Regions from separate parts of the Mus musculus genome. Here regions 2, 3, 4, 5, 6 and 7 are each linked to region 1. Evidence: chromatin contacts called from public HiChIP or PLAC-seq and promoter capture Hi-C data. All regions are on one chromosome and are shown on one strand. The core of a region is the stretch at or near the end of the contact, and the rest is flanking DNA. Distances in the headings are between cores, read along the strand shown. Region 1 holds the start of Zfp59 (zinc finger protein 59). Region 2 holds the start of Zfp566 (zinc finger protein 566). Region 3 holds the start of Thap8 (THAP domain containing 8). Region 4 holds the start of Sdhaf1 (succinate dehydrogenase complex assembly factor 1). Region 5 holds the start of Capns1 (calpain, small subunit 1). Region 6 holds the start of 4732471J01Rik (RIKEN cDNA 4732471J01 gene). Region 7 holds the start of Nfkbid (nuclear factor of kappa light polypeptide gene enhancer in B cells inhibitor, delta).

What was found. Promoter capture Hi-C pulls out the DNA fragments that hold promoters and counts their contacts. HiChIP or PLAC-seq counts read pairs in DNA pulled down with a chosen protein or histone mark.
Region 2: a promoter capture Hi-C map of liver shows a contact between it and region 1, with 8 times the contacts expected there. The contact joins the promoter of Zfp566 here to the promoter of Zfp59 in region 1. A contact is called at or near these places in 3 of 39 promoter capture datasets (hippocampal neurons and liver), 1 of 115 datasets of contacts at active chromatin or transcription factors (astrocytes) and 1 of 9 other capture datasets (adipose tissue).
Region 3: a contact with region 1 is called in a promoter capture Hi-C map of hippocampal neurons, with 7 times the contacts expected there. The contact joins the promoter of Thap8 here to the promoter of Zfp59 in region 1. A contact is called at or near these places in 2 of 39 promoter capture datasets (cranial neural crest and hippocampal neurons).
Region 4: an H3K27ac HiChIP or PLAC-seq map of thymic regulatory T cells shows a contact between it and region 1, with 7 times the contacts expected there. The contact joins the promoter of Sdhaf1 here to the promoter of Zfp59 in region 1. A contact is called at or near these places in 5 of 39 promoter capture datasets (hematopoietic stem and progenitor cells, hippocampal neurons, liver and 1 more) and 1 of 115 datasets of contacts at active chromatin or transcription factors (thymic regulatory T cells).
Region 5: a promoter capture Hi-C map of hippocampal neurons shows a contact between it and region 1, with 4 times the contacts expected there. The contact joins the promoter of Capns1 here to the promoter of Zfp59 in region 1. A contact is called at or near these places in 2 of 39 promoter capture datasets (hippocampal neurons and liver).
Region 6: a contact with region 1 is called in a promoter capture Hi-C map of pre-B cells, with 3 times the contacts expected there. The contact joins the promoter of 4732471J01Rik here to the promoter of Zfp59 in region 1. A contact is called at or near these places in 4 of 39 promoter capture datasets (frontonasal cranial neural crest, liver and pre-B cells).
Region 7: a promoter capture Hi-C map of hippocampal neurons shows a contact between it and region 1, with 4 times the contacts expected there. The contact joins the promoter of Nfkbid here to the promoter of Zfp59 in region 1.

What each region holds. Positions count from the first base shown.
Region 1 is chr7:27,837,145-27,839,844 of GRCm38.p6, reverse strand. Zfp59 (zinc finger protein 59) reads right to left here and starts at 1,261. Exons shown (of 5, transcript NM_011762.3): 1 at 1,136-1,261.
Region 2 is chr7:30,089,243-30,091,942 of GRCm38.p6, reverse strand. Zfp566 (zinc finger protein 566) reads left to right here and starts at 1,433. Exons shown (of 4, transcript NM_152814.2): 1 at 1,433-1,655.
Region 3 is chr7:30,278,704-30,281,403 of GRCm38.p6, reverse strand. It overlaps Thap8 (THAP domain containing 8), which reads right to left and starts at 1,310. Exons shown (of 3, transcript NR_144498.1): 1 at 924-1,310; 2 at 705-796. It overlaps Wdr62 (WD repeat domain 62), which reads left to right and starts at 994. Exons shown (of 33, transcript NM_146186.4): 1 at 994-1,248. The coding sequence starts at 1,072.
Region 4 is chr7:30,321,030-30,323,729 of GRCm38.p6, reverse strand. Sdhaf1 (succinate dehydrogenase complex assembly factor 1) reads left to right here and starts at 1,355. Exons shown (of 1, transcript NM_001033140.3): 1 at 1,355-2,321. The coding sequence starts at 1,401. The coding sequence ends at 1,757.
Region 5 is chr7:30,193,852-30,196,551 of GRCm38.p6, reverse strand. Capns1 (calpain, small subunit 1) reads left to right here and starts at 1,399. Exons shown (of 11, transcript NM_009795.4): 1 at 1,399-1,546; 2 at 2,451-2,674. The coding sequence starts at 2,466.
Region 6 is chr7:25,393,399-25,396,098 of GRCm38.p6, reverse strand. It overlaps 4732471J01Rik (RIKEN cDNA 4732471J01 gene), which reads right to left and starts at 1,386. Exons shown (of 7, transcript NR_015569.3): 1 at 146-1,386. It also overlaps a transcript of Lipe not described here.
Region 7 is chr7:30,421,849-30,424,548 of GRCm38.p6, reverse strand. Nfkbid (nuclear factor of kappa light polypeptide gene enhancer in B cells inhibitor, delta) reads right to left here and starts at 1,274. Exons shown (of 11, transcript NM_172142.4): 1 at 1,046-1,274; 2 at 854-914; 3 at 98-309. The coding sequence starts at 103.

The DNA of each region.
Region 1 (2,700 bases), core at 12-2,511:
TGTCCCAGCGGCAATAACCAGGTAAGGAACCCAAAATGACCTCACAGAGCAACAACTAAAGCACACCAGGCCCTTAGGATATGGCGGCACTGCGCTAACAGACTTCACCACAGGCATCCTAAGGTTCCTGACAGGCCTGGAGAGCCTGAGGGGACAGAACCAAGACTCCAACGGGATACCACAGATCCACATCCCTATATTTAAACATGGCATTGCTCATCTGCATCTGGCCAACATTACCCATTTTACACACACACACACACACACACACACACACACACACACAAAATACCTAGTCCTCAAGGATGCCAAATTCAGTGCTATTACTTTCCCACTCCCCAAATCCTCCCTGGTGACCAGACCATCTATCGCCTACATTCTTCCCTTGCTTCGAATGAAGGCCTGTAAAGATCAAAGGCCATCTGAGGTGTGACACCATCAAGATACAAATTGATTTAGTTGAGAGCCCTAACGCTACCCTCTAGAAATTCCTAGTTACAACATCTCAGGAAAAGGTAGAGATTGTGGGAGAAGACGCCACGGATCATTGAAACTAAGTGGAAAGGGCAGGGACAATGTAAGGGACACAATGGTGGAGGTATCAATTCGCCTGTTCCTCCTTCCCTCACTTCCATTCCATATTCTAAAACTAAAACCTCATTTTTCAAACAGAAACAGAAAACTCATTCTTGAATCCACATCCCTCTCCAGCCCTCCTTTGGAATGGCCACCTAGGGAAGCCTGAGTAAGCATGAGATCGCAGACCATATCTGAGAGCATGCTCAATGGCTGCAGCTCTGAGAAAGTCAGGGGACTCAACAAGTACCCTCCCTCCAAGACGACACCCCCGTCCTTAAATTATAGCCCTAAGCTCAAGTCTGAGCCTCGGGGAAAGCTTCCCTTCAGACCCCGCACCTGACCTCCCCTTACTGAAGCTTGGTCCTCTGCTTTAGTCCCTGTGTCCCTGAGAGAAAGCAGGAGCAGACAGCGACAAGCACAGAGACACAGATTATGCAGAGAGCTCAAGGTGTGTATACAGTTAGACTCAAAGACACACACACACACACACACACACACCATACAGCCACCCCACCGCCTGTACACACCCCTCCCAGCCCGCTGGCTCCGGTCTTACTCTGGGGAGACATAAACCAAAAGCCTATGCGCTACTTCCGGCGCGGTGGTCCCGGAAAACACAGTTGTCACAAGCAAAGCCCTGGAGAAGCCTGGAGCGTCCCGGAGATCCCGGCGTGCAACTCGGGCCAGCCCATCAGAAAACCGAGTCCAGTGGCTTGTGGGAGTGCCCACGTGGGTGCGCGCTTAAAGGGGAGGCGCCCTCCTTTGAGCAAAAGGTACTTCCGGTTCTCCGCGTAACTGATTTTCTTTCTCCTGTAGAGAAGACGGAGGAGTCTGAATTCCCTGCTTTAGATAGAAAATGTGACTGAGGACCGTATCGCTATGTACCAACAGAACTGTGTCCGTTAGGCAGGCTAGACGAGCCTCTTAATAAAACTAATCGCATTAAAAGTACTGTAAATCGTCTAAACGCCAAAATTTGCCACATTTAGATTTGAAAAGTCAGACCCAGCTATGTGTTAACTACAGAAAATATATTAAAGATAAATACTCTAGCAGATTCAAAGTAACCATCTTCGCATGATCAAAAGAAAACTCAGGTCGATTATAAAATGGAGGTAGATTAATAAAGAGGCCAAGTCATCAAGTGACAGTAAACATGGGCGTGGTAGCAATGGCTTTTATCCCAGCGATGGGGAGGCACAGCCAGCTGCATGTCTGTGAGAAGAGACCACCGAGGACTACCCAGTGAAACCCTGTCTAAGAACTAAAATACACTCAGATTATGGTGGCACATGCCTTTAGTCACCGCCCTAAGGAGGCAGAGGAGGTGTCTGAAAAAAATTAATTAAAAATAAACTCAGAATACACTCCTACTGTCTTGAAAGGACTAAATAAACTAAAATTCAGAGGATACCCCAAATGTCTCAAACAAATAAGTACATAAATACATAAACAAAATTAACTCAGAGTATACTCAAATAGCACACCTTTAAACATGAAGAGGGGGGAAGTCCCGCTAGAACAATAGGGAATGATAGCAAAATCAATCAACACATTCAAATGTTGTCAATTTAAAAAACTGATAGAACAACACCCTCCAAGAGCAACAGAGCATAGCTGATTTGGACAGCATCTCAACTCTGAGTGAAGTCAATAAAAATGGAGACACTTAAGCTCTAATGACACGAGGGGATCTGGAAAGGGAACTGTTCCTGTACGCTCACCTGTGGGAGAAACGCTCATTACCTGAAGATGTTGCTGTGGAAAGCTTTCTCTTTTATCCTTTTTTCTTGGCGGGGCATCTATTACTTCATATATTTTGTATTGCACTTTTAAATATTAAAGACTCCATCTATTTTGAGTTATCCCACGAGCAGATTACTGAGGTAGGCAAGGAGTCTCCAGACAGACCCAAGTGACTGCTTCTGCAAAGCTTGGGTTTTGTTTCACCGGCTTTTGGATCATTTATAAAGATGCTTAGCCTTCTGTCATCCAATGTGTTCCGTCCTCCTTTCTCTCCACAGTGTGATTCTGGTCGGTCTGCTCCATCTTTCCTGTGTCACAGTTCTTTTCTTAGTGCTACCCCTTATCCTTCATGGAAGTAAAATCAGTTAATTGCCC
Region 2 (2,700 bases), core at 184-2,683, 2.3 Mb before region 1:
CAGAGACACACTGAGCCTGGTATGGGCTTTTGAAACCTCAAAGCCCACCCTCCAATAATAACACACCTCCTCTAACATGGCCATATCCCCTAACCCATCCCAGGCAGTTCCATAAACTAATGACTAAGCATTCAAATGTATGAGCCTATGAGCCAGCTCATTCAAATCTCCGCACCCAGCAATCCCAAACTTCACTTCCCTCTAACATGCCTGGTTAGTATACCCGTTATCATTGGGGTAGTCTACCGGCAGCTCTCCCTCAGCTCCATTCTATTCTGGGTAACTTCATATCCTTATAAGATCTTCATGTCTTTATAGTATCTATTTCGTTAGGACTGTGGCAGCTTTGCAATTAACAGAGAAGTGAGGTAAGCCGTGTTGTCCCTATTTTCTGAAGAGAAAATCTTGATTTATACAGAGATGTAGTCTTTTAACTTCAATGTCGTTTTAAAAGATTTAATGTGAGTGCTCTGCTGCATATACATCTGTAGGCCAGAAGAGGGCATCATATCCTCTTATAGATGATTGTGAGCCACTATGTGGTGGCTGGGTATTGAACTCAGGTCCTCTGGAAGAGAAGCCAGTGCTCTTAATCGCTGAGTCATCTCTCTAGCCCCAACTTTAATGTCTTTTTCAGACCGACTGACTTGTTATCTCCTGGACTAGGTATATTTATTGGTTATGGAAATCACTTCAAAGGAAGATGCTTTCTCCAAGTGTTCCACTGTAGTTTTTAATGTAACTACCTCTCAGTAGCCAGGGATGACCCTGATCCTCCTGCTCCTCCTGCGGGCTAGCATTAGAAGCATGTGGGAATCCAAGGTGTGGTCCTGGTATCCACCCTTTCAACCTACAGGACCTGCTAATGAGTACCAAGCCAAATGCATGTCCAGAACAAGTCACACATCTGCGGAGGAGATCTGTTCCTGCACACTTCTGGGGCGGGGGGAAACTCGGCCGCTAGAGGTGGCCAAGCAAAGGCTTAGCTCTCTGAGAAATTGAGATAACTTTCCCCCTTCAATATATTTTTTTTCGTATTGCACTGAATTATATTACTAGAAGTCTCAGCCGCATGATTATGCTTACTATGCAAATCACACTCCGCCCCCTACCAGTTCTCCGCCCCTTTCCTGATGCAGTCTATCCTCTACAGATAATACCAAAAGTCCGGGAAATCAACAGATTCCTAACTTTTTTGAATGATTTTAAATGCAGTAGTGGAAGCTGATATAGGGTTCCATGTATCCTGAGGATGCGTTTCTATTTGGGGTGTCCTCCGCTCGTCCACCACACTGAGGGACCGTTAGAAGCCCCGCCCATCGGGAGCCATCTTGTCTGCCGCGTTCCCTCGGACTGACTACATTTCCCAGAGGGCTCCCTGGCTTCTCGCGGGAAGATCACGCGCCTGGCGTGACTTCAGAGCTTTGCTGGCAAGAGGGGAGGTGCACTGAAGGATTGCAGGGCTTTGGCAGCTTGCAAGGAAGGCCTTTGGTGCGGAACCCGGGAGGAGGCGGGGCGAACGCCGAGGCTGGGCTTTGTGCGGCAGAGGAGTCGGAATTGTGCGGCTAATTTGTGAACAGTGATCGCGGCGCTAAGGGGCTGGACTGGTGATGAGCATCAGTTTCTGCTAACACCGTGGCGGCCACCACCCCTTGGTGAGTGGGAGGGAGCGAGCTGGGGACACGTGCGGCATTGTGTGTGGATGTGGAGAGCTGCTGACTGGGTGAGTGTTCTGTCTCTGTAGGGGCGTGCGACTGTGTGATGTTGTGACCACGTGCAGCACAGTGCAGGCGCAGATACCTGTGGATTCTGTGTGGTAAAAGTGAAGTTGTGCTTAAGTTACTTTTTGAGCCCCTAGTAGGTAGTCCTGTCTTCTCGTAGGTAGGTTTCCGATAGCCGAGTGTCTCTGTTGTGGGTCTGTGTGTGGGTTGTGAGTGTGAAGTTTTGAATGTGTATCTTGCGTGCATTCTTCTTTAGCCTTTGCTCATTTTAGAGGTTCATTTGTGAGCTATCATGCTTTTCTTTGTCTTTTACTTTGTTTATTTGGACAGCTGTGTAGGACTTCCCCGTGTTAAGTGGGATAGCGGCTTAACTGAGTCTTTGTGCTGTTTGATATTTCAGGATCTGAAGCATTTATACATCTCGACTATTAAGGGTAGCCATATGAGTATTTCCAACTGTTTTTAATGTTTACTTTTAAAAATTCACTTTACATCCTAATCTCAGCCACCCTCCTTCCTCGCTTCCCAGTCCTACCCTTACAAATCCCTCCCTCCATCTCCCCCTTACCTTGTCCTCTGGGCAGGAGAGTCCCTCTGGGTACCACCCCTCCCTGGGGCACCTAGTCCCAGCAGGTCTAGGAAGCACAATCAGGCAGTCGAAGTAGGGGGTGATCCAATGACAGGGAACAGAGATGGAGACAACCCCCGCTCCACTTCTTAGGGGGACCCACATAAACACCAAGCTCACACTTGCTACAAACGTGTAGGCGTGGGGTGGGGAGTGTGCTTAGGTCCAGCTCTTCCATGCTCCCTGGTTGGTGACCCAGGCTCTGTGAACCTCCATGCTCCCAGGTCAGTTGACTCTGGGTCTTCTTGTGGTATCCTTGACCCCTCTGGCTTGCTCACTTCTATCCCATACTCTTCCACAAGACTCCCCAAGCTCCACCTGATGAGTGTGGCTCTCTGCATCTGCCTCCAT
Region 3 (2,700 bases), core at 61-2,560, 2.4 Mb before region 1:
ATTTGATGGACAATAGTATGTGTTAGGCATTAGTCTAGCAACCTAGGAATAACAGGAAATGGGATAAAATTTGTTGGCTTCAGGGAGGGGCTGACATTCTAGTGGTGGGGACACCGTTGCATACCTCAACCTGTGATGCCCCAGAAAACCGTTTAAAGAGAAAAATAAGCCAAAAAATGAACAGGGAGAATGATGTGTGTGCACATCCCTCTCACCCCTTCCGCTCCCAAGGTAGCAATGAACTATCTACAGCTTCATAGCAGTAGCTCCCAAGACTCAAAGCTGGACCAACCCCGCCCCTCCCAGGGCCACGCCCCATGTTCGAATCTCCCAGGCCAATTGTCCCTGCCCAGGCGCCCCAAAGTGTTGGAGCCCTAATGTACTTATGTGTAGCTGTCCTACCCTGGCCAGTCCTGCCCAGTCAGCAATAACACTTGAGTCTGGGCCAAACCCTGTCCGGGTCCCCGAGCAATCCATCCGCCTCACGTCATCCCAGGGAAGAGCAACACTGCAACACGTGACAGGGGAAACTGAGGGCGCATGCGTACAAAATGTTCCTCGTGCTACCGCGGCTACGCCCCAATCACGGGATGGAGAGCAGCTGGCTACAATCTTCGCAATCCTAAACCTCACTATTTGTATAGGCAAGAGTAGGGCGGTGTTGTTCCCGACCCCAAGCCCACGGCTCTTTGGCTTCACCCTACCCCTATATCCATGAGACTGGTACAGCTTGAATAACTTCCCGGGACTGTTGCAAAAGACAGGATGAGCTCCATCAAAGTTAAAAGCTGTGTGTCTATGAACAGAGAAAGCACAGGTTAGTAGAGAAACCCAGCCAGACTCAGTAAGCAGTGAAATAGACAGGCCCTGGCCCCACCTTCCTTTAGCTCCGCCTCTTATCTCCCATTGGGCAATGAGCCTACCCGGAAGCTTTGTGATTGGCCAGCCGGGGTGCCGGCTGCGTCCAATGGGCGGTGGCGCCGGCTTTCCCGCGGCCATTCGCTATTCGAGTGGGTGCTGGCTACAGGCGGCTGTTAAGAAGCGTAACGGACACTGGTCTCCGACAGCATGATGGCTGCCTTAGCGGCCGGAGGTTATACGCGGAGTGACACGATAGAAAAGCTGTCCTCTGTCATGGCGGGAGTTCCGGCGCGGAGAAACCAGTCCTCCCCGCCTCCTGCCCCACCGCTCTGCCTCCGGCGGCGGACGCGACTCGCGGCGGCTCCCGAGGACACTGTGCAGAACCGGGTGAGAGGCTGGTCGTCCTGTTTACCCAACTCCGGGCTTCTCTGCCACCTTGGTCCCGCCTCGGGGCCTCGGTCCCTCCCATCGCTTCTTTATTTGCTCCCTCAGGCGGCTTCCCAGGCCCGCCTGGTCCGGAAGCCCCGCCCCCTTGGCAGAGGCTTTCCCCCTGCGTTCCTGCTGGCTTCAGGGTTTGGTGCTGCCCATCTTTCTGGCTCCACTTAGAGTTGGCACATTGCTTTATTTTAGTTCTAACTCCCGGGAAATGGTTTTGCATTTACAAATCATCTCTAATATCACTTTACTGTTCAGTGAGTGACCTAAGACACTTATCCCTTTCATTCCAGTGTGTCTTTGATTTTATTGGAATAGGGCTGGGGACCACTGCAGCCACCAGTGTGCTGTATCGGAGTCTGAGCGAGAGGCTGGCCTGTTGGCTCTTGCCACGCCTCCTCTGTAGCGCCTCGGGGTAAGGTGTGCTCTTCCAGGCCCCTATTTGGTTAACATTCCCCTGGTTTTGTTGTTGTTATATTGTTGTGGGTTTTGTTGTTGTTGTTATATTGTTGTGGTTTTTTTGTTTTTTGTTTTTGTTGTTTGTTTTTTCCTTTTGAGACAGGATTTCTTTGTGACTGAATTCATTCTGTAGACCAGCAGGCTGGCTGTGAGCTCTGAGATCTACCTTTCTGCCTCCGGAGTACTTGCCTGGCTTATTTGCGTAACATTTCTTGGTCTTCCTTCCTTTTTCTGTTCCTGATTTCTTTCCTGTTCCTTCACTAGAACTGATTTTTATCTACTTACGGCTTAAAATTATGGAGAATGTAAAAATCTTAGCACTGCTGCCTGGGGAGCAGGGTGTACAAAACAGTTCCACAAAATTTGAGTCACAGAAAGAAATGACTTTGGGTAGAAGGAATGCTATTAGTAAAACTTTTTTTTTTTTTTTTTTTGGTCAGGGTTTCTCCGTGTAGCCTTGGCTGACCTGGAACTGGCTGTGTAGACCAGACTGGCTGAGGTCAACTTTTGAGAGTTCATTCTCCCAGAGTCAGCTTTGGCCCCAAGGGCTTTTACCTACGGAGCTATTGGCTACTAGTCTAGAGGCAGTGGGACCTGGGAGAATGGAGTCATAAATGAGGCAAGCTAAAGTCTCCTGTAGTAGCCAACTTTAGTCTGAGCAGCAGACAGTTTGTACCCTGAGGGTTAAGAGGAGTCACAAGGACAAGTGACACACATGGCAAAAACATGTTTTTCCATCGAGACATATAAAGAAATAACAATACTTAGTGTAATGAATAATCTGAAATAGACTCACTCCTATCTCCTACACCTGGAGGGGCACAAAACCAGGAACAATTCAGTTCTGTGTTTTTGAAGAAACTGAGATCATGAGATTCTTGGCTTGGTTTCTTGGAGTTTTCTTACAAGCACCCAAATCTCACAGGGGTCCATTCTTGGACCATG
Region 4 (2,700 bases), core at 106-2,605, 2.5 Mb before region 1:
AAAGTAAGAGTTCAGCAAACAACTTAGATGGAAAAATAATAAGACGGGGTTTGGGAGTTTGGGGGAGGGGTTGTTTTGTTTTGTGTTTCAAGACAGGGTTTTCCTGGCTGTCCTTGAACTCACTCTGTAGACCAGGCTAGCCTTGAACTCAGAGATGTCTGCCTCTGCCTCCCAGGTGTTGGGATTAAATGTCTGCACCACCAGGTAAAACAGATTATTATTAAGACATAGATAAGAAAGATGAGACAGATTCATTTAAGTTGTTTACTGAACATTGACTAAAACTCCAATCCCCTAAATTCCCTCCAGCTCACTAGCTTCCCTCCCCCAGATACTTACTCATTCCCACTATCCTGATATTCACACTGTTCTCTCTACACTCTCTCCTCCTTCTGTTTTCTCTGTTCACTATCTCCTGCTATTACGTTTTAAACCTGACAATAGTTCTGCTATACTGCCTCAACCTTCATTTTGTAGCTCATGACCTTAGTCTGACCTAATGTTCTTTGACTATAACATCATGTTGCTGTATGGAGCCTCGAGACCTATGGAAATTCCCTAGACTTCCTGCCTCTAGACCCAGCCAATCAGCTTAAAGGTCATACAGTACGGCTTTGTCTAGATAGCCAAATGCACCTGTTCGTGGGTTTTCCCATATAAAAACTGGCCCTGAAAACTGGCTAGGGTGTGCATCCCTGATTAATCAGTGTTGATATGTGTGTTCAGTAAACCGTTCCGATACCCTACTGACATTGGTGTCTCCCAGTGGTTTGTGTGGCTAATCCTTAACTTCAACAATATTCTCTCCCCTCTCGCAGACAGCCCTGGCTATGCAGTCTACTTCCTCTCTATTTTGGACTCTTCTAGATGCCTCTGGCTGTCCTCTCTCTCATATCTACAAACAAACAAAAAGTTTTCGCTTGGCCGTACCACGGAGCGGTCATGTCGTCAGTTTATGCACGTTCCAGCCCCCAAAATAGTAAAGATCTTTTTAAAAACTGCTCATCCCTTCCCAATATCCCTCTGCCTTCTGGTGAGCCCCGGGTTCGATCCCTTCGCTCTCAATCTTCCGAGGGCTCAGAACTATCTCCTCCTACACTCTTTCCAGAGTCTAACCGCTTAGGCCCTTCCCCATGCTTCCACTCAAGTTCAGAAATATCCAGGACTGTAAGGCACTCAAAAACTACTCTTTAGAGTGGCCCGGAGCACCAGAGACTCCGCCCACTTCCAGAGCCAGCCAAGATGTACTGCAGTACTGGCCAATCAGATGCGGCAGCGCCGGTGAGCAGGAGGCGGGACTTCTGGCAGACGTGCCAGTAGCCCTGCCCGTTAGCTTCTCAGCACTGTGTGTCGGGGCGGTCCTTCCGGCCAGTGTGGGGCCTCACCGCGACGCCGCGGTCATGAGCCGGCCCAGCCGGTTGCAGAGGCAAGTTCTGAGCCTGTACCGCGAGCTGCTGCGCGCCGGGCGCGGGACGCCGGGCGCCGAGGCGCGGGTGCGGGCCGAGTTCCGGCAGCACGCCAGCCTTCCGCGAACCGACGTGCTGCGTATCGAGTATCTGTATCGCCGGGGTCGGCGCCAGCTACAGCTGCTGCGTTCGGGCCACGCCACGGCCATGGGTACCTTCGTGCGCCCGCGGGGTCCGGCTGAAGAGCCCGGCGACGCGACAGCCCCGGGGACCAGGCTGGATGATGGTGGTGCCCCAAAGAATTCTTGTGAAGATACAGGGGCGCGGGAGACGCGATCCGATGGACGGTGACAGACAGACCTAGAGGAAGGTTCCTTCTGACAGTTTGGGGAGGATCGTGAACTCATCTAAATGGAAGCTGAGATGTCTTGAGAGATAACCGAATTTTCCCGATGCATAGTGAGAGATCAGACACTCCCTCACCAAGGAGGTTCCGGGCATTCTGTGGCACTGGCGGACTGCATAAGACATGCTGTGATACACCAACCCAAAGTCAAAGAGAGAGCACAGGCGCACTTTCTCCTCCCATCGGGGCCGTGGCACCTCTTGACAGACAGCTCTCTTGACTTCTTAAGAACACACCCACCTCCTCACTCCCCGCCCCTTGCTGTTTTTAACGTGGAGAAGACAGACTTTTTGCCGCGCTCGTTTAATAGAATACCCTGATGAACCGTGAGAAACTTGGCAGTCTGACTCGTTGTGAAGAACCGGGTTCATGAGGGAGATTACACTAGCTCATCTCAGCTGATGAGCCTGAGACTCTTGGAGAATCCCTAGTCCCTACTCCTGTTAGTCCTCAGGATTCTTGCATAAAGGAAATAAAAGTGAGGTGTGCTCACTTCCTTGTTGTCTTAACAATCTTGTTGATTCTTTTATTAGGGGTCTTTGCTTTTTCTTTTGAGACAGAGTCTTGTTATATAATATAGCCTAGGCTGGTCTCAGCATTCACCTCCTTCAGACTCAGCCTTCTAAACTCTGAGATTATAGGCATGTACGGCCATGCCAAGGTTGAAGAGGCAGGTGGGAGCAAAGGGGACCCAGCTAAGGCTTGGTGTGTGACAGAAAAAGATTCTGTGACACTTTTTACATAAGACTTTGACCTCACTTGCGTAACCCCATCACAGGAGGCTAGCTCTCTGCTCATCTCTCAGCTTCAGTTTTATTTAGCAAGGTGATCCTGGTTGCTTTAGTTTTTGTTCTTTTTAAGACATGGACTCACTTAACCCAGGCAGGC
Region 5 (2,700 bases), core at 150-2,649, 2.4 Mb before region 1:
AAAGAGGTCTTCCCAAATGAGAGATGTCTGAGCTCTGGTCCAAAGTGGAGGACACAGACAGTCAAGTCCAAACACAGGAGTATTTGTAGGCAGAGGACAGGGCTTATGCCAGCGAGTTGAGCCTGAGGTCAGACTGCTCAGTGTGGCAGGGAGGGGTGTGGCAGAGAGGGAATCCACATTAGTCATCACCAAATGATTTATCCGCTAAGGCTTAGGCCTGGGTCGCCACCCTCTGTGCTCCCGCCTTTTAGAGTTTCCGGTTTCGACAGGTTAAATCTTGCTTCACACACACACACACACACACACACACACACACACACACACACACACACACAGGTTTGAGCAATGATTACCTGGCCTGGTCCCAGCAAGCCCTTAGGTGGCGTTAGTGCAATTACGGTCTTGTCTGCTGAGATCTTATTTGACTGATTATCATATTAAGTTATCGGAGATTCTTTGAACAGGTAAAGCAGACTGGTTGTTTAACCTCAGTTTACTTATACATAGAATGGGGACAATAACAGACCTATCCCACAGGCCTGCTTCGAGGACACACAACCTAGTGAGTGGAGAGTATTTAGGGACCGGCAGGTATTTGTCGATGTTGTTTAAGGATGAGCAAGAGTAAACGAGCTAAGGGAACCAGGTGAGCTCCCAGCTGAGGGAACAACATGGCGACATAGGGACTAACAGAAGAGCTGCCATTTACTATGTATTTATCACTTAATTCTGATAGGGGCTTACCCTAGTGTCCTCTAGGGTCTCATGTAGCCCAAGCCGGTCACAAACTTGTTATGTACTGAGAATGGCTGCCTGCCCTCACCTCCCAGTGCTGGTTTTACAGGTGTGTGTCATCACGCCTGGCTATGTTCCCGCCTTACACATGAGGAGGTCATTACTCAGAGACACCAGGTCACTGTTTTAGGGATGAGCAATAAAGACTCAAACCGAGGTTTATATAGTTCCTAGGGAGTGGCCAGACAGCCAGACTAGAAGCCCAACAGCGACCTGGGTGAGAGGCACAAACTGATGGTAAACTTAAGATGTAGATTCCTAGCATTCGGGAAACAGAAGCAGGAGGATTGTTTCAAGTTCGAGGTTAGCTAGGGCTTTAGGTCATCATTTAGAGGATGTTTAACAAACCTCTGTCTCAAAGTGCACAATGAATGAATGAATGAATGACAACTGAAGTCCTTTTTTGCAACTATATACTGCAACGGTGACCGGGTACCCTGTATCTAGTTCCTGGAGGCTCCAGTACCTGGGCGTTAGAATAATTTATTCGTACTCAAAGCTATTTAATCTGGACAGCGTTGAATTTCCAGCAGTGTGTGTATGGGGACGGATGAGCTAAGCAGAGACTTGCAACCATAACCCTCCCGCGCAGGCGCAGTCTGCAATGGAGGCTCTAGGACCGCGCAGACGACGGCTGGGTGGCGGCAGGGTCTAACCCGGAGTAGCTGCCTGAGTCACCGGCCCCGCCCTCCCGAACCGGACACAGCGGAGGCCCTGCAGCAGGCGAGCAAGACCGCGGACCGCCGGATCCGTAAGTGAGACGGGACACTCCAGTCCAGCACCCCTGCACCCTGTAGATCCGGAATCCGTAGTCCTCAGATCTGGCGAGACCCTAAAGTCTTGGCCCTTGGGGGGTCCTAGGACCGGTGTTCTCAGATTCGAACCATCGGGCCTGTCAGCCCCTCCAGAACACTCCTTACCATCCCGGATCTGACGACCAAAAAATATAAGCCCAAAGATCAGAGAGATACCCGGAAATTATTTTGGGCGTCTAGAACCACAATCCGAGATCGTGGTTCCCATTTGCGGTGGGAAGAACTCCGTTATCCAGGATCCTCCGGGCGCACAGCCATAATTTTTGGCCGGAGCCCACAGATCCCGTAGTGACAGTGTAGTCCCTCTGTCGAGAGTATCTGAATGTCTTAATCCACATTAGGAACTTCCTGGTCAGCCCTGGGTCATCCCTACCCTGAGCTTAATTTTGGAAGGCCTGGATCTGAGACACGTTCGGTTTTACACACCTTAGGGTTTCTACACGAGAATCCCCTGTTTTCCCGCTGCCTCAAGACAGGGTAAAGCAGGCAGGCGCTGTAGCCGAGGCTGGCCTTGAACTGGTCCTCCAGCCTCAGCCTCCCAATTTCTGGGATTACAGTAGAGCGCTACCACGCACGCCCAGCTGTACCCCTGTCCTCATGCCTATATATATGCAGTCAAGCCTGGGCCAGGGTACTTTCTAGACCCTAGGAGGTTTCACATCTCCTATCACCTGTCCAGACCCCTAGCTAGAGGCTCTGTCCCCATCTCGAGGCCTTAGTTTCCTCCCCAATCTAGTTGCCGGAAATGCTTGCTTTTTTTTTTTTTTTTTTTTTTTTTTTTGCGGGAAGGGCTGGGCTCCTGGCAAGGCCACTACCCGACCCACCCCTTTTACTTTACAGGACTCAGCTGCGATCATGTTCTTGGTGAATTCGTTCTTGAAGGGCGGCGGTGGCGGTGGGGGAGGCGGGGGTCTGGGCGGGGGCCTGGGGAATGTGCTCGGAGGCCTGATCAGCGGAGCTGCTGGCGGCGGCGGCGGTGGCGGTGGAGGCATGGGACTGGGAGGAGGTGGCGGAGGCGGTGGAACTGCCATGCGCATCCTGGGCGGAGTCATTAGCGCCATCAGGTAAGGCGGGGCCTGAAGGGGCGGGG
Region 6 (2,700 bases), core at 137-2,636, 2.4 Mb after region 1:
ACCAAGCGCGGCTACGCCCCCAAGTCGGTCCCCGCCCACGCCTTGGGTTGCCCGCCCCCTGCCCGCCCGCCCGTTCTTCCGGCTCCCGGGGCAAGTGGGCGGGCCAGGTTCAAGGAAAGGTGAATGAGATGGCGAGGGTCAGCACCTGCACAAGATGACTGAGAATTCTTTGTTGGGGTGACTCTAACGCGACTCCTCACTATTCCTGCTGTGAGGGCACTTCTCGCTGCTTCCAGGACTGCGGGTTTTTTTTTGGTTTTTGGTTTTTGGTTTTTTGTTTGTCGTTACGGTGCACTGCGCGGTTCCTTTAATCTGAGCAGATGGGCGGGCCAAGACCTTCAGCCCCACCCATTAAAGGCGGAGCTCCGCGAGGAGCCTGCCCAGGATTGGATGGTTTGGGGGCCTGGCAGTGGTGTGTAACTAGGATTGACTCTAAGAGAGGAACTTGATCGCTGGAATTGGGCCCCGCGCCAGGACTGGAAAGAATTGATGGAGCCGGCCGTGGAATCGGCGCCCGTGGGGGCCCAGGCCTCCAAGCAGGGCAAAGAAGGATCGAAGAACCGCAGTCGCAGGCGGTGGCGAAAAGGCAAGATCAAAGGTGAGTCGGTAACAGCTTAAAAGAAATCCCGCACATCCTGCGGGGGACTGGGGACTGGGGGAACTGACCCACTTCCACGAGGGGGAAGAGACCCGTGGACTGATCCACTGCCGTCCTGCGCGTGGGGGGGGGGGTGATGTGAGAGTAGAATGCCCCACCGAGACGTAAGGACTACGTCTGTCCCAGTGCGGTCTTTGGGGAAGTGTCCGAAATGCTCGTCTGTCGGAATAAGGTTCTCTCTCAGGTTCCTTTTTCTGTGTGGCCAAGAGCTGTGCCTTTAGTGTTTTCTGTTTCGGTTCAAGCGGTTTTCATGTCTTCTGCCCTCTTAAAAGAATAACGTAGAAGGGTTTTTAACCGCTTTTTCTAAATAAATAGAATGCAAAAGGTAGGCAGAAGGGGCATCCGGTAATTGGAAGAGCTCCTTGCAGCCCCTTCTTACTCTCTCAGTGAATCCATCCATCTGCTCTTTGACAATCGACCTTCATCAACCCAGCAACCCTGGGGCGACTTGCAAAACATGAGAACTTTTACGTTGTCCTTAGAGAAAGGAGGGAGTTACCATTTAGCTTCCCTGGATCCAAAAGGCTGGAGAAACAGTGGCAGAACAACCAAAGATTTTGCATGGCTCAATCAGAGCAGGCATTAAGTCCTGGTTTGGTTATGAGTTTTGTCTGTCTTGTGGCGCTGCTTACAGCCAAACCTAGGGCCTGGTGAACACTAAGCAAGCCCTCCGCTATGCAGCTCCACCGGCAGTCCATGGATCTTTATCAGACTCCAGGGACAGGTTCCTGTGCAGGCAAAACCAGAAAAAACCTGGCATGGCTTACCAGACCCAAAACCCCCAAATTCATCATTCCTCATCCTCCTTTGGTAGACAAGTGTTGGAGCTCAAGCAGGACCCTGAAGCCTCCTATCCCCCAACAAAGACACATAGCAGAACACTATGCTTTGAAGCGATATGGAACCTCAATCGCAAAGACCCATTGTACCAAATTGCTATGAATGTGAAGTAATGAACAGGGACCTTTTCTCAATTTTTTTTCTGAGCTCCCAACAGGCATCTGTAGGGCTGTTGTCAGATTCAAATGTGTGTGTTTTGGAGAGGTGTATGTAAGTCTACTGTCTGGCTGAGTGTGCTGAGTAGAGTGTCTGACTCTACTAGACACTGGTCTCCCTAAGAGTAGGGTTGTGTCTGCCTTGTTTACAGGGAATGCCAGACACATGGACATTCAAGTATTTATTAGATTGATAAGCAAAGGAATGTGTGAAGTGTGACGTGGAGCTGTTAATAGCCAAGCTGCCCTTAGTGTCATGAGGAGTCAGAAAGAATCTGCTTGAGTAAGGCTCCTCCCTTGCACGGGGTTCAGGTAAGCACACTCACAAAGGCTCGCAGCTCTGAGAAGTGACTGTCATTTCCTGAGGCCCTTCCTAGTGCCAGGCCTCAGACCTGTGAATCAGATCCCACCTCTGCCCCAAGGGTATCCTGACTGGCTGGAGCCGTCATTTATCCTTGTGATCTTGCCACAAGTAACTGGATGAGACAGCTGTCATTATGATCAGCCCATTTCCCAAATGACGACAGAGACACAGAGGCACTGAGCTGGTTGGGTTTCCTGTACCTGTCCAGTGAGGGCAGGGAGATGGATACCTTCAGCCTTCTCAGAGCAGGGAGTGTGGAGCTGACAGCTGTTGTATGCCTCAACCTTAATTCTGAATCTAAAAGGCTCTAGTCACAAAGATTTCATCCCGAGACAGACATTCAATACCTAGAGGTGCCAGGCTTCGGCTTTCTGTAACTAGCAGGGCAGTCTCAGTAGAGCTGAGGACACAGATGGTAATAAGACTGTTGTTGCCAGGCATGTGCCGCACACCTCTGATCCCAGTCCTTGGGAAGCTGAGTCAGTTCAAGGCAAGCCCGGGCTACATAGTGAGTTGCAGGTCAGTCAGGGCTACAGAGTGGAACTCTGTCTCAACCTCTCTCATTCACCCATTTACAAAACATTGTAAACAAGCCAGTATGATAAAAGGAAAAATCCTGGAGCTGGGGATGTAGCTTATTACTGGAGTACCTGACTAGCATGGACAAAGCCCAAGGGTCTGTC
Region 7 (2,700 bases), core at 25-2,524, 2.6 Mb before region 1:
CCGGAGTAGCTGGGATGACAAGCCTGCGCCACTAGGCTCAGCACCACTGAGAAGTTTTTAGGGGCCCTTAAGCATCTGTCCCCACCCTATAGTTTACCTCCATCACCAGGGGAAATGGGCCTGACCGGCCTGGGTCTGACGGAGGGTAGAAATCAGGAGTCAGGAAGCCTTCAGAAGCAGAGAATGGGAAAGAGCCCTCTGTATAGGTAGCATGGATGCTAGGGTCCCAGTCTGCAAAGCCTGAAGGGGGAGCCAGGTTGCCAGGTCCGGAATCCACAGTCTCTTGGAAGGCAGGGAAATGAGTATGGCCTGAAACAGAGAGGGTGGTCAGAACCAGCCTGTTATTACAGCCTGGAGACATGGCCAGGGAAGGTAAACCTGGAGTCTCCAGAGGTCCTGAGACACTGAGGAGCTGGGTCCTCCAGTCCTGGGGCATCAGCAAGCTGCGATGCCAGGCCTACTGGATCTCAAGCAACTGGGATCTGAAGTCCTGGAGTCTTAAACCCTGGATGCTTGAAGGACACTATTCATGGACTACTGGGCTACTGAAAACCAACGTCAAATTCCAGGGGTTTTGGTTATAAGACAAGGTGTCTTAGATAGCTCTAGGTGGCCTGGAACTTGCTAGTAAAAAAAAAAAACCACATGACCTCAAACCCAATGGCAATCCGCCCCCCCTCAACTCCGGAGTACTGGGAATATAGACATGTGCAACGATGGCAGGCTGGTCATCAAAATTTCCCATATGGCTCAAGAATAATGAGAGCTGCCTGACTCCTCGGTCCCCAAAGGTCTAAGAGCTGGGATGCCTGAGTCTAAGAGAAGCTGGGCTAGGAGCTAACTTTATTCTTACCTGGCTCTGCCTCATTCACAGATGGAGTCAGTGGCTGGACCAGAGGAGGGGAGAAGTGTCCCTGCAATGTAAAGGAAATGAATTTATGAATCTGGAAGATTCTTCCAGGTCTGTCCCCCACCTGCAGAGCCTCAGAGTCAGGACTACAACTCCCATCTCCCCCAGCGCACATGGCGACTTCCAGAGACTCACCGGCACCCCAGCAGCCTCTGGCTGCTGCTGTCGGCGCCTCTGTTCTTCCAGAAGCTTCTTTACCGTCTGTGTTGGGCAGTGACTACGCTCAGGCCGACTCACTGTGTGTGGGAAGACAGAAGGAAGTCATCAGGAATGTTTAAGTCACCCGAATGCAGCCTCGGTGGCAGCGGTGGGTGGCTGGGAGTGCATGTGGGCGCCCTCCTTTCCTTCGAGCGAGCTGGAGAACTACAAAGCCAACAGAAGATGTTGAGTGCAGGGCCCCGCCTCCGCCATTTCCTTCCTTTTCCTCCACGCTTTTCCTCCGCACCAACTTTCCACCACCGTAGTGGAAACTGAGGAAGTGGGGAGGCTAGCACTTCTCTGAAGCATCTATCTTCTCCGGAGACACCGGGCTCCTCGGAAGCACCACCACATCCGTTAAAAATCCCAACCTAGGCGACCAGGTCCTAACACTAGGAGTGGAGGACTGGGGTTTGCTAATCTCAACTTCCCGAAAAGGCATTTCCAGGTTCCCAATATCTCTGTTTTAACTAGGAGTAGAGGCACACCCCTGCAATCCCAGCGAGGTGGTGGCAGAGGGTCAGGTGTTAAGGCCAGACTCATCTATAAACGAAGTGAGAGGCCAACCTGGACTACCTGAGACCTCTGTCTCAAAACAACAACAAAATGTTTCTCTGTTCTAGAATCTGACATGTGGGGCTGGGCGCAAGGCTGGGTGGATGGTAGAACGTAAGCCCAGAGTCCTCAGCACAGGAAAGGGTGAGTTGCTCCTCTCCAAGTCTTGGGATCACCACTCTTGCTCTAGCCTCTCTGCCAGGATCCACCAAATCAGTAGCGGTGTAGTTCCTCAATGATCCAGGGATCTGGAGTCGCAAAGCTCCCGCCCCCACCTCGGCAAACTTGGGAATAGCAGGGACCAACCATCCCGGAGATGCCCCTGTATCCCATTGGCACAATCCATTCACCCAGAACCCAAGAGTACAGACCCTCAGTCTCCTCTGAGACCTGAAAATCCGGTTCCCTCGACCCAAGAAGAGCAAATCCCCAGCCCAGACTTCCCAGCTCAGACTCCAGCGCGAGAAGGGTTAAAGTCAGCCGAGGACTGACTCGGAAACCCTCGAGACGAGACGCCGCGCGCTGACGTCACGGCGCTAACGCAAGGGAATCTTCCACCTCCCAGTTCCGCTCCGCACGCGCGCGCCGCAGGTGTCTGGCTCGGAGGCGGGGCACGCAGCGAAGCGCGGCGCCCGTGGAATCCCCGCGCACGGGGAATTCCTGTTCGGCCCGGGCACCCTGCACCAGTGGTGCTCTGGGAAGTCCCAGGGCGGGGCTGCTCTCTACCAGAGTGGACTCCTGAGGTCCAGCGCCCGACCTTCGAGGCCCAAACCTGCGTCCATAACCGCAATTTCAAGGATGCAATGCAGCCCCTCCTTGGGTGAAGGAGTCCGGGTCACTTCGTCCTCTTAGAGAACCCCCGGTATCAGGCCTCTCAGTCCTTGCACCCCAACTCCCAAGGATGTCCAACACTCCCAAGGACTCAGAAGTCCAGGATCCCAGCCTCTCCTCTTCAACGTCCAGAATCAATTCTCAGGGCCCAGCTTTACGCTCCAGCCAACCTTCAAAGCATCCAGAAAGGCGCGTTCCTCGCTTTA